Regions from separate parts of the Xenopus laevis genome. Here region 1 is linked to region 2. Evidence: chromatin contacts called from public Hi-C data. All regions are on one chromosome and are shown on one strand. Each heading gives the region's core, a stretch centred on a gene start, on an enhancer-like site or on the middle of the called end of the contact. The rest is flanking DNA. Distances are from core to core; before and after follow the strand shown.

What was found. A called contact is a pair of places that touch in the nucleus more often than the background predicts.
Region 1: a contact with region 2 is called in a Hi-C map of the XTC cell line, with 3 times the contacts expected there. The contact joins the enhancer-like site here to the promoter of bmp4.L in region 2. A contact is called at or near these places in 2 of 4 Hi-C or Micro-C datasets (the XL177 cell line and the XTC cell line).

The regions. Positions count from the first base shown.
Region 1 is chr8L:86,104,952-86,108,984 of Xenopus_laevis_v10.1, forward strand. No RefSeq gene overlaps it. Among protein-coding and RNA genes, the nearest start is that of cnih1.L, 54 kb to the right of the region's middle. Within about 2 kb of position 2,595, at least 1 of the 7 cell types and tissues checked has an H3K27ac peak or open chromatin away from gene starts, as enhancers often do.
Region 2 is chr8L:85,910,185-85,913,927 of Xenopus_laevis_v10.1, forward strand. It overlaps bmp4.L (bone morphogenetic protein 4 L homeolog), which reads right to left and starts at 1,375. Exons shown (of 3, transcript NM_001088032.1): 1 at 1,228-1,375; 2 at 186-553. The coding sequence starts at 546.

The DNA of each region.
Region 1 (4,033 bases), core at 1,345-3,844, 200 kb after region 2:
ACACCCCATCACCCTGGTAATTTGAGTTGAACTGTGTCTGTCATTAAGAAATACATACTGAGCAACCCAATCTAACCAATCGCTATTTAACCTAATCCAGAAATAATTACCACAATTACATTTGCATTAGGCAACACTTGCAATCTGCTTAACGTGAATGGGCAATCCAATGAGCTGCATTACACAATATCTCAGCCACGTGAAATTTAACAGTCTATTTAACTGATCTAGTTAAGAAAATAGAAAAAAATTAGGTGTAATAAAATTGAAAGTGACCTCTATGAAAGGGTTTTTTTTTCTTTCACTTAGCTAAAATCGGAATAATTGAGTCAGAGACCCAGCTGCACAGGGCTTTGAATTTAAAATGCTTTGACTGATCTGCAATCTGTTCACATTTTACAGCAGACATTGGAACCTTCCTAGAATGCATGCTTGTCTTTATTTACTTCATCTGTGTATACATCTTATATTTATTCAAAGCACATGCATGCTACAGACACTTGCATTCTCTAAAGCTGAGGAATAATCTAAATAATTGAAGAAAGACATCTACGAGGCCCCAAGAAAGGTTGATTCTTTTCTTTCTTAAATATATTTTTCAAAATGGGACATAATCATTACACCATCTAGTGGCATATCTGAAGTGGCATACAGCCCTATTATACATTGCCGGATCCATTTATCAAGGGGTAGTTGTAAAGGCAGGAGCATTAAGGGCCACAAAATCATGAACCTTAGAGCCATGTGTACAATGCACTTGCACCTGGAACTTCCAGCAGCAGTACATCCCCTCTCTGCCCTCTGATCTGGCACAAGGAAGCCATTTAAATCTAGATCCTGTGTTTCCTCCTGTTTCCTTGGCCCCTTGTTTGATGATTACAGCATCTCAAGATGCTAGGAGTTTTTGTTCCGCAACACTTGTCCAAGGGGAATTTTTCAAGAGAGCCTGAGTGAAAAACATCATAAGCTACAGCTGACTGTGCTAGACAAAGTGCATGACCATGATGTCTGTGTATATAAAAAGTAAAATATGTGACAAATGAATTCGTTTTACCTGATTAAACAGGGACCTCAGGTACAATCCTTCTCAGGGAGGGGTACTAGGTTCTGGCAGCAGTGATTGAAGACCCTTTATGCCTGGGTTGTCCTTATCCATAAAAGGCAAAATAAAGGGATACATGATACAAAGCACATAATGAGCCACTTCTGGTTTAACTTTATCATATGTTCAAAGAATGTGGTCCTGATTAAAAGAAGGTTCATAAAAAGTGCTTCCTTCAATGTCACACATAACCATGGTCAAACCATTACATTTTGGGGTTTTGACATCAATGCCGTGGTATCTGATCCCTTGAATATCAATCAAAGAAAGAATAGGCACATAAAGAACCAAAATGTAGAAGCACTCACCAGGTAGAAGAGGAGGTCTCTGTGATCCAGCCCCAGACTCACAGAATTAGGAATGGTTAACTGAAAACAGCAATAACATGGGCTTTTAGGCATTCAGAGGATCCACAAGAGCCGTACAAATTTAAATAGGAAAGTCTTTATTTAAAGCTACATTAAAAGATTAACATCTCCATTTTACCTATGCATTTAGTTTCCTGTGGGCACTTAATTATGGCATATGATCCCTTGCCCTATATTTCAGGCATTGGGTGCTGACAGCATGCATGTTGCTATTGGCTCTCATCATGTGCCAGTGTGGAAAATGTGACTGTCTGCTGATGTGTGTCATCCTTGTGTCGACCTCTCATCAACCCATGTTAGCTTCTGAGAAATGTGAACATTTCTGTCACTTAATCTACCTTCCATTCAGCAAACAGATGCATAAATGCTTCACAAATTGTAACATGTTTGCAGAATTCTAAAATATTACTTTAGATCAGTGCTGTCCAACTTCTGTGGTACAGAGGGCCAGACCTTTTCTGGTCTCCGTGGTGGAGGGCAGATAATGGAAGCCAGTGTTGACCACTATCCTTTTTAAACCACACCCACTTTAAACTACACTCATGTTACCACAAGAACTTTTAAGACCATGTCCACATTAATGGTGGGAGCATACCAAAAAACCCAATAGTTGGTGCTTACTGCAGAGATATCACTCATCAGTCATATATGAAAAATTTAAGTCATATAAAACATGACAAATGTCTCCTCCTCCCCTGTGGATAACACATCACCCCCACCCCAGCACATGATTACACACCTTGGGGACCCCCTAACAACAATTTCCCCAATTTCCCGATACTAACAAACCCCTAGAACAAACCCTACCAGGCTCACGCCCCACAGGTAGCGTAGGGCAGGCAGAGTATGGAACACACAGGGAGCATAGAGGAGGCAGAGTATGGCACACACATGAAGCATATGTCAGACAAAGTATGGAACACACTGGGAGCATAGGGCAGGCGCAATATGGCACACACAGGGAGCATAGGACAGGTAGCATACGGCACACACAGGGAGCAAAGGACAGGGAGAGTATGGCACACACAGGTAGCATAGGGCAGGCAGAATACAGCAGGGACCAGGGAAACCTATCAGGACCATTCAGTGTCGGACTAGGCCAGCGGGACACCGTGAAAAAACTTGGTGGGCCCCCACAAGCCCAGACCTGCACCTCCTGCTGCCCGGAATGAACTGGCTGGCGTGCTCAAATAGGCGCACGCACAGCGAGACGTGTTCCAGCATATGTGCAGTGCGTTTGCGCATGCGTGCATCGCGAAATATACAGCCAGCGGGCCAGGCCATTTTCACATACAGGTAAACTAAATATCATGGTTTACCATTACCATATGACTGCCCATTTAATTACAATACCATTTAATTTTCTTTTACATAAGATTCAATAGTGTTCAATTAGTGACTGAAATTGATGACAGTTTGGATTTCATGTTTCATATGTTTCTACTGCTCTTATGTGCAATGCATCCATTTGTTTTTCTTTTTGTCTCTCACTCTCAATTTCAAATCAGTCACAGACAATGGCATTATAATTGCACAGTGGACATTCAGAAAGAAGGGTAACACATTTTGTTTTGTCCAGTCAGAGGCACAGGGTCTGATCCTAGTTGTATATATACTGTATATCTCTAGAAACTTTACCATAAAGCAAGATGGGGCTTCTATTGTTCTGAAAAAAAAGGAAATAAATATACAGTAGTCACAGAAGTACCAGGAAATAGTGCTCTTCAACAGGCACCATTGCAGGACACTGGACATGTACAGTGCCTCCGTCACCAGGAATGAAAGCCAAACAAAATAATAAAGATGGGGAGCCAGTGACAACTTCAGAGCCATGAATCTTAAGTGTTATGGGGCTGTTGTACTTCTAGACTGGTATAATAAGCCCCATGCTAGAGTTCTGTATGGTTTGGTAGGGCAAACCTGTGCCTGACCTGGACTGGTTGACCTGCAACCCAACCCACACCCACTACCCTGTATGCACCCTGCTACCTGGCCCACAACTTACCTTCGACCCAAGGACCCTCGAAAGTAGAAGTGAATCATCGTGGACCAGAAGTGACATTGCTCCAGAGGCAGATCAACCTGGTTAGAGGAAAAAGAAGCTTTATTGTCAGGGTTGGGAGGGAGAGATCACAGCCACACTTTAGCCAGACAAGTATAGGAGAAGGAAGAGGAACTCCAGCAGTATTACTGCAAACAACTTTTTATTCCAGGCAGTGGTAAACACAACATGTTTCGGGTTCAATACCCTTTATCAAGTGAATCTTGATAAAGAGTATTGAACCCGAAACATGTTGTATTTACCACTGCCTGGAATGAAAAGTTGTTTGCAGTAATACTACTGGAGTTCCTCTTCCTTCTCCTATACTTGGATCATTTGCAGCAGTTGCAGCACAGAGCAACTATTAAAGAATTGGACACATACCATTTGGAAAAGCTGTGCTAACCACCATCCCCCTCTTCTATTTAGCCAGGCAGGGTACCCACTGAACAAATGCATGACCAGGGAATTGGGAACTTTCTGCCTGAAACCCGACCAATCTGTTGATGCAGGTCTCTACCC
Region 2 (3,743 bases), core at 125-2,624:
TGGGGTCCCCACAGATGAACGAGGAGCGCTCAGGGCAGGGAGAGAAATAGTTTGAGGGGAGTGAGAGAGGTTTGCGGTACCCAAGCGTTAGGAAGCTCAGGGAGTCAGAGGTAAGTGCGGGTGGTACAGTCCGTCCTATTTAACAAGTTGCCTATGTGGGGCGAGAATGGAGTGCGGCTACTCACCCTCGTGATGGAAGCTCCTCACAGTGTTGGCGCGGCTGGTCGGTCTCTCAGGATACTCCATGCTGATATCGTGCAGCTCATCCTCTTCCTCCGCCGACTGAAGCCTGTACAGGTCGCGCATATACGCGGGCACCACCACATCCTTACTGGGCTGCGGCCGCTTGCCGAGGCCGAACATCTGCAGCAGCGTCACCTCGAAATCCCGCAAGAGCTCATGGCCCTGAGCGGACCTCCGACCCCCCTGAATGTCGGCCGCTACTTTCTTCTTGCCCGTGTCAGGTATGAGGCTGGCATGGTTAGTGCCTCCGAGCAGGACTTGGCATAATAAAATGACCATCAGCATTCGGTTACCAGGAATCATGATGTCTCTGGAGGGTGCACAACAAACAAAATACATGCAAATAAATAGGGAGGATCTGCGGGGGATTAGACTGACAAAAAAATCAAGTGATAGAGCGGGATGAAAGCAAATAATAGGACAAGGACAGTTCCACAGAGGCACCCGGGGCGGGGGGGGTCTTGAGTTATAACTTGTGTCCAGTCACATCCCTCATTATCAGATAGTCACCGCCATCCTGTTGCTAATCTGACTGAGAGCGTCTCCCGCAATTGGCAGCAGTCGCTATAGAAATGCCTCTGCCATTTGCCCCTGTGCAACAAGTGCCGGCGCTCCGAGCAGCTGGATCATGTGCTGCAACCCGATAGCCTGCGATATGTCCGCGCTCCAGCTGTGATACATGTTATCAGTCCCACTGCAGCCCAAGCGCTCGGCAATCCAGTTGCTAAAGAACTACAACACGCTACACCCCCTAATTCCGCGAGCCTGGCCAATGAATGCTGGTACTTGTAGTTCTCCAACACCTGCAGTTGTACATGGGCAGCACACTTGTGTCCTAGAGCGCGTCGGGGCGACTCAACTGATTGTCGGGTCGGCAGCAGGAAGTAGCCAGAGCCGTGTGTGGGGGGTTCCTATGCAGGGGGACAGCTACAGGCAAAGAACAGAGAAGATGAGAAATACAAGAGGAACAGAAAGTCTACTCACTGACACAAAACAAGGCATAGAAAAACAGTCCATGATTCTTGACAGCCAATCTTGGACAGAAATGGGTGGAAAAGCTCAGTGCACGGGCTCGGGACGCAGTTTGCAGATGATACTAAGGAACTGGCTCCTAAAATGAATATTGGAATATAATGAGAGCGCAGCCAGCAACACTCTACTTTAACTCCCAGCCCCTTTTGCGGATCACGTGGGGGGCAAATCGCTCCGGGAACCCGTCAATCAAGTCGGCGGCCGGCCCACCTTGCGGCCTATATTAGGGGAGGGCTGTGTCCGAGTGTGCGTGTGGTGATTCCAGGAACGGGCCGACTTTCCGCTTTTATCGGCGCTCCTTCTACTTTAATCTCGTGTTAATGAAATTGCCATCGCGCGTACTTTGCTTGTAATAAAAGCCTGACTGTCCTACACTTTCCCTCAGCGACAACCAATTGCTTGCCTGTGTCACGGGGCGAGTGAAAGCGCTCACGTGAAACACCTGGCATGTTTCTGTATGACTAATTAAGGCTGTCGTTGTAATGGTCGTGCCAATCCTATTCTACCAAGAAAGAGTTAAAGGGCCATTGGGGCGCTCAATAAATGAAGGTGTAATGCAAGGGCGCCCCTTGCTCACCTCAGCCTTCGAAGTTTCTATGACAACGGGGCTAACCCGACTCCTTAACACGTCTGCTAATTCTCACAGAAGTATCTCGCCCTAATAACCAGGAGCCCCAGCACAAACATATACAATCACCCTTGCCCAGGTATATCAGCCCCATTCACTTCTTCAACTACTGCCAATGTGCAACAATCATGCCTGTAAATTCGATTTCCTTCCAACACCTTACTCAGTCCCCTCCCAATCTACACCCCCTCATGTCCTCCCTTTAAAAAGTATAGAAATAAATTCCAGTACTTCAGCCTATCTATCATCCAGCCAAATAAGGTTGGTTATAAACTGTATTCTGTGTGGATCAGAATTAAGGGGGAAGGTGTTCTCCGAATGGAGGGCAACATGCTATTTTATTCTATATATAACTACATTTTCCTTCCCCTGTAAAGATCAAGAATACTGTGAATAAATTGGCACCTTGATATCTATTCAGTGTCATTTTTAACATACAGTAGTATAGCTTTATGGGGGAGGGGGTGCAGGACTTTGTCACCTATGGGGAAACAATCAGCTACTGGACACACATTCCTGTCTGGTTGTTCCAGTGCATTCCCCTTTAAAGAATTTTATTCCACCATATTTCACATTATCTGGTAATGGCTAAACAGAACTGACAGATCATCTGTATTATAATACTGGCAGATTTAGTACTATCAAGAATGCTCGGGACCTGGGGTATTCCAGATAATGGTTGTTTCCGTAATTTAGATCTTCATACCTTTAGTCTACTAGAAAAGCGTTTCCAATCTGCTTGCTTTGCTTCCAATAACGATTAATAATACATGCGCTTGAATCAAGTACAATGTACTGTTGTATTATTATAGAGAAAAAGGATATAATAAAAAATTTGGGTGACAGATAAAATGGAGTCGATGGGAGATGGCCGTCCCGTAATTAATATCTTTTTGGATAACCAGTTTCCGGATAATAGATCCCATATCTGTACATCACAATTACTTCCAGGTATTGATTACATGGATTTTCTTTTAAAAATGCTTCCCCAAACTAATAAATAGCTTTTATTATAGGAAGTTCAAATGATCATAATGGTGCATAATCTGTTTAAAACACTGCTAAATCTCATTAACATACTGTATCCCCCACCTTTGCTTTGATTTACACCACTCTAGCCTAGAGAATATAATCGTTTCTTGTGCATAGCCCTCTACTTTTTTTTCACTGTAACGGTGTGAAAAGTAATCATAACCCATCACATCAGGTATTTATGGCAGTATAAAAGAAGCAATACTTGGAATTGTAAGGTAGATAATGTTCGGTGCCAGAGACAAAACCAGCACACTGCACACCCTTCTGTCACTCACCAGGTTTTCTAGGCAAGTCATTAGGAATTAGCCATTTGTCCCGGAGACAAAAATCTTCATCCTGTGACTTCTCTCTGACTTTACATCTAGAATCTTGATCTGTGTTGCTTACCTTGTTTACCTCCTCCCACTTATCTGCTTTTTCTTCGGTTCCAGTCTCACACTGACTCTAACTATACTGGCCAGACACCCTTGCCTTTTCTATTCACAGTCCTATCACTTTTATTTTGATTGTGAAGCACACTTTACTACATTTAACACTGCATATGATTTACAGAAGTCTAGGGAGACATAACTTTTTTAGAAGAACAAATGTAAAGTAACTACTAGCATTAAAACCAATGGTTCGCATTCCACATACATGCTGTGCTACATATTTTCATTTTTTTGTATGCGTGGGAGCCACCGTACTTCTTGTGCCACTGCCAGCCGATGCATTCTTTATAGACTGCAATAAAACAGTCCTATCAGCTATAGATTGCGCTAATTTCATGAGTTTAATAGAGAATGTGTCAGTTAAAGTAAGCAGT